3 separate regions of the Mus musculus genome follow, and regions 1 and 2 are each linked to region 3. A link is a contact called in public Hi-C and capture Hi-C data. All regions are on one chromosome and are shown on one strand. The core of a region is the stretch at or near the end of the contact, and the rest is flanking DNA. Distances in the headings are between cores, read along the strand shown.

The links. Hi-C and Micro-C count contacts between places; a contact is called where the count stands out from the background. Capture Hi-C pulls out chosen DNA fragments and counts their contacts.
Region 1: a contact with region 3 is called in a Hi-C map of olfactory sensory neurons, with 1.8 times the contacts expected there. The contact joins the enhancer-like site here to the promoter of Gtf2b in region 3. A contact is called at or near these places in 3 of 39 promoter capture datasets (the C10 cell line, the HPC-7 cell line and embryonic stem cells) and 3 of 484 Hi-C or Micro-C datasets (embryonic stem cells, granulosa cells and olfactory sensory neurons).
Region 2: a contact with region 3 is called in a capture Hi-C map of macrophages, with 2.7 times the contacts expected there. The contact joins the promoter of Gbp5 here to the promoter of Gtf2b in region 3. A contact is called at or near these places in 15 of 39 promoter capture datasets (the 3T3-L1 cell line, 3T3-L1-derived adipocytes, the C10 cell line and 8 more), 1 of 15 datasets of contacts at CTCF or cohesin (embryonic stem cells), 14 of 484 Hi-C or Micro-C datasets (B cells, the BV-2 cell line, CD4 T cells and 7 more), 3 of 115 datasets of contacts at active chromatin or transcription factors (bone marrow-derived macrophages, effector CD8 T cells and memory CD8 T cells) and 3 of 9 other capture datasets (adipose tissue, liver and macrophages).

Annotation. Positions count from the first base shown.
Region 1 is chr3:143,114,189-143,117,082 of GRCm38.p6, reverse strand. No RefSeq gene overlaps it. Among named protein-coding and RNA genes, the nearest start is that of 4930519L02Rik, 85 kb to the right of the region's middle. Within about 2 kb of position 1,337, at least 4 of the 459 cell types and tissues checked have an H3K27ac peak or open chromatin away from gene starts, as enhancers often do. A contact at or near this core is called in olfactory sensory neurons, where this site is marked.
Region 2 is chr3:142,495,316-142,498,289 of GRCm38.p6, reverse strand. Gbp5 (guanylate binding protein 5) reads right to left here and starts at 1,356. Exons shown (of 11, transcript NM_153564.2): 1 at 1,295-1,356.
Region 3 is chr3:142,763,953-142,766,862 of GRCm38.p6, reverse strand. It overlaps Gtf2b (general transcription factor IIB), which reads right to left and starts at 1,616. Exons shown (of 7, transcript NM_145546.1): 1 at 1,575-1,616. The coding sequence starts at 1,591.

The DNA of each region.
Region 1 (2,894 bases), core at 88-2,587, 350 kb before region 3:
ATACTAACCTTCACTTTGCAAAATGGGAAGGGGCAGATCAAAATGCCTCATAGCTACCTAGAGAACATTATCAGACCATCCCTTCACTCAGATGCGAGCTTGACGGCAAGAGAAAGCACTATTCAAATAAAAAAATTATAAGTCTATATTCTCAAAGCATTTCAAGGCCTCTGACATCCAACCATGCTACAAGAACTAAAAAACTCACAATTTCTACATGCCTGCATGAGTATCATTTTTTCATATAATGTTTTAAATAATATCTAGTATTCCAGCACAAAACTAGTGCTTTTCAAAATGTGCCTAAAGAAACTCTGCACAGGGTCTGGTGAGATGGTTTATTGAATAAAGACGCTTGCTGTCAAGCCTGACTTCCTGAGTTCAATTCCTAGGTCTCACAGAAGAAGGAAAATACGGACTCCAACTCCCTCTGACATCAACACATACACCATGGAATATGCATGCACACACACACATATGCACACACACACTAAAATGTCATTTAAAAACAAAACAAAACAATGACCTCTGTGACATAAGTATACCTCTGCAGTTCCCATGTGCCACGCTTGCCAGAGTAAACCACACTGGTATTGAGGGTGTGACCTTCTCCACAGGACCCCAGAAGGTGTATGTAGATCTTTGAAGACTGAAAGTTAAAATTTATTCTAGAACCTGATATATCTGTAATCAAAAATACTCAACTAACAGAAAATAAGAAAAATATGCATGTGATTTTAGGCTAGGCAAAACATTCTTAAAGAAGACATATTTTAAACAAAAAAAAATCAAAAAATTAGAGTCATCTTACACAGGTAGGATGCCTCTTCCTCACAACTACATAAAAATAATCAAACACTTGTTTCTGTTATTCGTTTTCCCTTACTTATTTACTCATCAGATCTTTGATGTGTGTATTTATAAATTTTAAGTCATTAAACATTGGTTTGTAAATATGTTCCCAGTGACGATTGGGTAGCTGTGACAGTTAGTGTTAACTGTTGACTTGACAGAATATAGAATCTGTTGGGACGTAGATATCTGCCAATACCCAGGGCAAATCATCTTGAGAGCGTTACTTGATTTCGGAAGTCCCATTTAGTTGTGGGCAGGCCCATATCCACAGCTCTCCTCACTGCGGATGAGATGTGGTCAGCTACTCCAATTTCCTGATGCCTTGATTTCCCCACCAGAATGGACGGTCCACTCAAATTGTGAGAGGAAATAAAAAGAAACTAAGACAGTACCATTTCACAGGGTTTAGTGAGCTAGAGAATATAATAACAATAAAGCAATTCAAAAGGTTGCCAGAGAAACAGTTCCTGTTTCTAGACTATGCAGTCCCTGAGGATTCCCTGCATGTGCTCCTGAACTCCCACGAGTCATGCAGCAATCCGCTCACTGAGGCTGCTTCTTACATGGCTGGCTTGGATTTCTTTGCGATCCTTCTGTTTGGGGTTAACTCTTTTTGTAAGTTTTATTCATTTTCTGCTTTTGCCAAACCTGAGAAAAGTTCATCCATATTTTTCCTTCTTCTCTTTCCAGGGCCTGGCTTAACCAATGGGTAGGTGTTAGAATTCCAAGGTCCCCATGGCTCTGCATACTATTTTAAATCTAAGATAAATGAGTAATTCTTTATTAATTAATTTATTTATTCACTTACCTCCCAATCGCTGCCCCTGCCCCTACCGAAGTTCAAAATCTCTCCCCTCAGCACCCCTCCCTTCTCCCCAGCAAAGGGGAAGTTCCTGTCAGGTACCACACAACCCTGGGACATCCATTTGCAGTAGGACTAAGCTCATCCTCTCCCACTGAGGCCCAACCAGGCAGTCCAGTTAGGGCAAGGGCAATTTCCAGTAGAGGGAAGAAGACATTGACACCCCTAAAAAATTCTTCAACCCAAAATTTGCTCTGCCCACAAGATGCTCAGGAATCAAAATGGAGCAGAGATTGAGAAAAAAAAAAGCCAACCAACAAATGGCCCAACTTGAGACACATCACATCAGTCAATCTCTGACACCATTAATGATCCTCTGCTATGCTTGCAGACAGGAACCTAGCATAAGTATCTCCTGGGGGGCTTCATTCAGCCATGGATGGAAAGAGATGTAGAGACGCACAGCCAAACATCAGGCCACAGGGCTTGAGAGTCGTGGAGAAGAGTCAGAGGCAGAATTGAACAAGTTGAAGAGGTTAAGGACACCACAAGAAGACTTACAGGGTCAACTCACCTGGGTCATGGGGGCTCACAGAGACTGAACCATCAACCAAAGAGCACGCAGAGGATGGACCTAAGGCTCCTATATGTATGTAGCAGCTTTGTCTTCATGTGGGTCCCCTACCAATTGGAGCGGAGGCTGTCTCTGACTCTGTTCTACTTTCATGTTCACTAAATCATTGGACTTTTCATTCCAGCATTTAATTTTGGTGGCTTCAATTCTCAGTTCCAGCACTGACCTTTGGTTTTTTTAGACCTTTCTCACCCTCACCCCTTTTAAGTATGTGAGATGATTATTATTGATCCTTCAATACCCTTGTCAGTTGATTCCCATCGCTATTCCATTCTGCCACTATCTTCTGCTCATCCCCTTTCAATGCGCAAGTTGAGTTCTTCCTGGTTCTCCATAGCACAAGTGATTTCTCATATTGCACTCTGAGTATGGGTTTCATACTGTCTTATTTGACCGTGTGTCTCATTTATATCTCCAGCATGTCGGCTTGGGGGAGAGACTTCTGCTTTACCTATACTGTGTCTCAACAAGGCCCCACCCACACCACAGTGAAGACACGGAGCTGCTGACCTAGACTGAAAAGCCCTAGACTCTACTCAGCGAGGCATTTCTTGTTTCCTCCAGGTGAGAACAGAGTCTCAGGCCCCCTCCCCCATCAGCCCA
Region 2 (2,974 bases), core at 107-2,606, 270 kb after region 3:
TCATTCAAGTCTTCCCTACAATTCTGCTTCCTACAAGCCAGACGTAACCAAATCAATATGCATTTATATCAGTAGAGGGTTGGGCTAGAGATATTGGCTCAGTGACTAAGAGCACTTGAGGCTCTTGTAGACCTGGATTTTGTTCCCTTAACCCATACCAGGTGGCTCACAACTACCTATAACACCAGTCCTGGGGGACTAAAATACACTCAGGCACACACATAAATAAAATAATTATAAAAAAAAAGAAGAGAAGAGAAGAGAAGAGAAGAGAAGAGAAGAGAAGAGAAGAGAAGAGAAGAGAAGAGAAGAGAAGAGAAGAAGAGAAATGTTCACACAAGGGGAGGACTGTAGGGAAGAAGGTCACCAAGAAATCTGAAAGTACTGAAAGGTGCTGGAGATGAACTTCTGGTGTTTGCTCAGTTTTTGCGTTTATATTCTTATCTGTTCTTTAAGTATGATATGCATGAGGCACGGGACACAGCAAGAAGTCAAAAGAGTTCCCAGGAGCGATCCGCATAGCCAGACCATACCGGCCAAATAGGTCATTTTTTGATTCGTCAACATATAAAGGTAGAGACAATATTGTAGCAGAGACAGAATCCAACACAAATGGGGTTTAAAAGTGAGTGACTGCCCAGGAAAAGCAAACACGGAACCTTTAAGAGATGGCAGTGCAGCGAAAATGCTCACTGCTGTCAGCAAACCTCTTCCTGTGTGCCTTGGAGTTCTCTCTCTCTCTCTCTCTCTCTCTCTCTCTCTCTCTCTCTCTCTCTCTCTCTCTCTCTCTCGCAGCTCTGGCTGTGAATTTGTCCCAAGCTCCAATGAGGACAAGCATCGGCCCACATATAGAGCCTTGCTGTCTGGGAATTCACTTCCCGACAATGGGAGCGCTGGTTAGAGCCCCAGTCTCAGACCTTTTACTGCGCAGCTCATGCTCTGCTATATTGTTCATGCAAACAGTATGGTTGCCTGCTATTCTGGAGGTGATTCTGTTCTAAACAGCAACTAGGGATGCCAAGAAGTTAGAACAAGCGGAGATAAACAGTTGGAAGTCATTTCTACCTTTCAGTTTAATCTCTTCACACTCTGCCCTCTCATTAACAGGAAACAATAACGGCACTGAATAAACACTCGGACTGCTGGACAAGGAATTCTGCTTCTCTGAGAACACTGCTGTTTAATCTCTAATGGGGCTGAGCCAGCATCCAGGCTAGGATGCATCCCATCCTGGATAAAGTAGTCTAAAAAATAATTCCTAACAGTCTCTTCCCACCCCTGCTCCAGGTCTTACCTTAAGAAAAACTGAAGAGCGGGAGCAGGGGCCAGTAAGAACACTGCTTCAAACGGGACTCTGCAAGAGGACAAACTCGTTGCACCCTTATTTATCTGTGCTTGGTTCTGAGAAATAACGGCCAGCCCTGGGAATTTCCTTTCCTCTCCCAGAGAGCTGGGAGAGAACTTGATTATGAAACGCAAGAACAGGAATCTGCAAAAGGGTTCTCTAAACTGAAATTGAAACTACACAAGTTCAGACTGTATAGTTGAAGGGGATTTTCAAAAGCAGAAGGCTTGAATGTCACTGAACTAATTTCCCAGAAGTTGCCCACAATCTGAAAGAGAACGTTGACATCGTTTGTCATTGTTTCAAGCGCTGTTTATTTTATTCCTTTGAACGAGGGTGATAATTTTTATGGTTTTGAATCACAATTGTTTTGAAGGGAAACCTCACGTACTATTTGAAGACTCATTTCTTACAATTGTCTCTGCATCCACTTAGGATAAAAGTTGTTTTCATTGGTAGTAGGTTAAACAAGGAACTCAGGGTGTCATGTTGTGGACTCTTGAATCCCATATATAAAAGAAATAAAGAACAGAATTAGGAAAACTGAGGATAACTTTTTTGGAGTTGGAGAGAGGAAAAAATTAGCAGAGCAGACAAACCGTACAGGAAACCAGAAAGGAGAGATTGCAAAGGAAAAGAAAGCTAATCACGCTTGCTGGGTTAGAGACTGCACCAGCAAGCTGACTCAGTCACAGAAAGGCTGTAAGCAGCTGCTTTAATCTTATACTGTTTGGTGCCGTTTGGAACATCTGCTGATGATGTGACCCAAGTCCGATTCTTCTGAGCAAAACTCAAGCCACTGAGTGGGTTAAACTAATTTTTTAAAATAGGTCAATAAAATAGCTATGCTTTACCAAGAAGAAATAGCCTTCCCTTAACGGAGCTTCAAGAAAGATCTTCTATCTCACTTGTCTAGAATTCAAGCCAAAATAATATGTTAACAAGTCCTGGAGATGACGCTGTCACTACTGGGACAAGGAAACTCAGGAAATGTCTGGTCATATGTAGCCAATAAAGATCAGTTATATAGAAGCTGAATGTTGTACATGGATATTTGCGGACTTTGTTCTGACGCTCTCTGGAGTCTAACTCTCCTAAAAGGAAGCATACTCGCTTTAGACTGCACTTGCCTGTAAGCTTGACAGAAATAGCATTTGACTTTATGGTGGGTACCGCCTATACTGGTGACTTTGGGTAAAATAACCTAACCGTTATCACAATAACAACTGTATTGATCCATGCGCATTGGATGGCCTTCCACTCCAGTGTCTTCTTTGGTTCGTTGGTTGGTTGGTTGGTTGGTTTTGTTTTTATTATATCAGTTTTTCAAAAAATATTGTTTTTTCTGTGGGATTCCTTTACCAGACTTCCTTTCCATGGACTCGATCACTTCTCCAGACAGGCTAATCTCTGACTGACTTGAGCATGCAGCCTCGGAGTACCTGGCCTCAGAAGGAAAGGCACGTGGATGACTGGTCTCATTTTCCTGTGTCTTGAGTTGAATGCAGAGGCAGACTCAGAAGCTGTCAGACCTGAGTGCAGGCTGATTTCTAGAGCACTAGGCCTGTCTCTGTCCCCATGAGTGTGGTCATGGGCTGGGGGACAGTGACTCAACTTGAGACACAGTTG
Region 3 (2,910 bases), core at 367-2,866:
CATTTTACAGATCGCAGCCAAAAAGTTATTTACTGACGTCGGAATAAAGAGTGGGCATCAATCTGGACATGTTCTCTTCGAGAACACCAACCAGTGCCAATGCTTAGTGCCTACATGCCGCCCTCAAGGTATGACAAACTCTCAGGCAACTTCTCTCTATTCACACTGCTGGCAAAACTTGATAGCAACAGGAATGACACAGACTTAAGAGCTGGATGAGGGCCGGGCAGATCTACAACCCCACAGTTTTCAAGGTGGAGACAGAAGATTCGAGACCACTAACTCAAAATCAAACACTAGCTGTCCAGAAAAGAAATTAATTTCAAGGGATTTTTTTAAGTGAAGAAAAGTTTAAAAACTGTAACCAGTGATTTTACTATGTGTACTATTTAAACACTACAACTTGTGTTTCAAGAATACAGGAGTTCCTTTTCCCTAAGATGGTAAGCTGTGCCTACATATGAACACATCACCCATGGGAAATTTCAATAGTATTTGGGGAAGCTGAAGGTTCCTATGTCGCTACAAGGAAGCCTTACGTGACAAAACCACACCCAGATGGAATGATTAAATCATAATTAATCTAATTAAATCATAAAATCAGTAAACAAGATTGCCCATTGCTTCCACGCAAGAAGTTCACGAGGCTTCCTATGCCCACCTCCCACTTTTTATAATAAACAGCAGACTTGGAGGTTCCCAGAAAGGCCAAGTTTCTGTAAATAATGGCTTCCCCCGGTGACGTTTACCAATTCCACACATAGTAACCACCTCCGAAAAAAAAAAAAAAGTGCCAAAAGAACAGAACTTAATTTGATACTTTCTGTACATTCTGTGTTAACTGGAGACCAGTGGACGGATAATCAGAATAGGTATAGTGGCCCGCGAAAGGTCAACACGCTGGCATGACTCAGTTTACACATATGCCAGTATACTAATATCTACCTCATAGTGGTTACAAGAGATATAATTAGGGTCTGCAAAGCATTTTGGAGGTCACAAGATTAAAGGCTGTCTCTGCGGTCACAACACGCATTTCCTGTAGATATTAAGCAAACTACGTTTTAAAAATACATTTAAAATGACTTCCAGCATATGTAATTAATTTTCTGCAGACAGCATCTCCTTCAGAGTACGCAATGATACTTTTCGGGGTGGGGACAGGGGGTCTTTTAGGAGAATGAATCAAGTCTCCGTATGTGCTTTCGTTTCCACTTCTGGGGGGGCCATTGGGCTAGCGACCCTTTGCCACCAGACAACCAATGCTGACGTTTCTCAACTTTGCGGTTGTCAGATCGATAGGGACCTGGAACGTCGCTTTTCCAGCTCTTCGGAAACGGGGTTTCAGCCCCCTCCGGCTGGATGGGCCGTAAGGGAGAAAATACACAGAAAACATCAACATGACACAAAGACGGTTGAAGGGTCCGGAGACGGAGGCCGGGGCCGTGCGGATCCGCAGGGTCAAACCCGGGCGGCGATGACTCAGGTGGGTAAGGGACACCCGCGGCGGCCTTCTGGAGGAACCTGGGCCCCGCGATGCCCTGCTCCACTCGCTCCGAGGCCGTTGCACTCACCGGCTGGTCGACGCCATCTTCGCGGCTCCGCCAACAGCTCCGTCCGAAGCAGGAAGCAGCACTGGCTCCTAGACGCCCCGAGCCGGGCTTTTATGCGCGAGTCGCTCGCGCGCACTCCGCGCGGCTACGGGTCGGGAGGAGGGCTAAAAAGCGCTCGGTCCTTGACGACGCGGGCTGTGTACTTCCTGGTTGTCTCCGCTGCTGCTGCGTGGCTCCCGGCTGCTGGTTGATTGGCAAAATCTTCAAAGCCTGGCGGGATAGCACACCCCTTTGATCTCCGGAGGCAGAGGCTGGAGGATCTCTGTGAGTTTAGAGGAACCTGATCCACACAGGGTGCTCCAGAACAGCCAGGAGGAGGGAGAGAGAGATAAAGAGAGAGAGACAGACAGACAGACAGACACAGACACACACAGTCTCAAACAAATCAAAACAAAAAATCAACCCAAGAAGACTCAGAATGTGCTGCGCCTGAGCTAGCTCTCAAACAGAGGAAATTAAAATGGGAGTTGCCTCCTCGGGTGATACTCTCAAGTATTCCTGCACCAAGAAGGTAGGAGGATCTGGAGTTAGACCTCGTCTCAAACAAAAAACACCTTTAAATAAACAAACACACAAAATAACCAACACACAAGGAAACCAGGTTGGTTGAAAGGGGCAAAGCGCTCGCACCAAATTCCTTTCCTTTATTTTCAAGTCAGTTTTCCCTATCTGATTGAATGTCTCATTTGCCCTGACTAAAGAATTTGGAATAAAAAGAGAAATTAGTTGTTGTCTTCAGGAGTAGGTATCAATTCAAGCTCTGTCATTGGCCAACATGATTCAAAGTTCCTACATGTCCTTTATCTCAACAGTGTAGGCATGGAGGGTATCTGGCTCACAAACCCTTCTAGAATTGCAAGAGACAGCCCTGCTATGACCCATGTTGTTGTTGTTCCCCAATCATCATCGAATATTTGACTGAAAACCGAGTATAGGAAATGTAATAAAACAGCTAACGTCTATACAAGGGCCTCACAAGGCAGGTCTTGGGGGTCACCCTTGTAATTCTAGAAGTTAGGGTGCAGAGGTGGGAGGTCATGAATCCCAAGCCAGCCTGACCTGCAGAACAAGACCTTGTCTCAGCTCCCGTCCTCTTACCTTAAGGCAACAGTGCTACTTTCTTGTAAATAAACCATTCCCAACAAAGTCTGAATTAAGGTAACTGCAAGTTGGGTGTCTTCCACTGAGATGAAAACTCAGTAAGCATTTTATTTGTTAATGGAAATCAAATGCCATTAAGCAGACATTTGTTGAAGTGGGAATTTCTGGTTTTGTTAGGGACTCAGTTGTATCATGT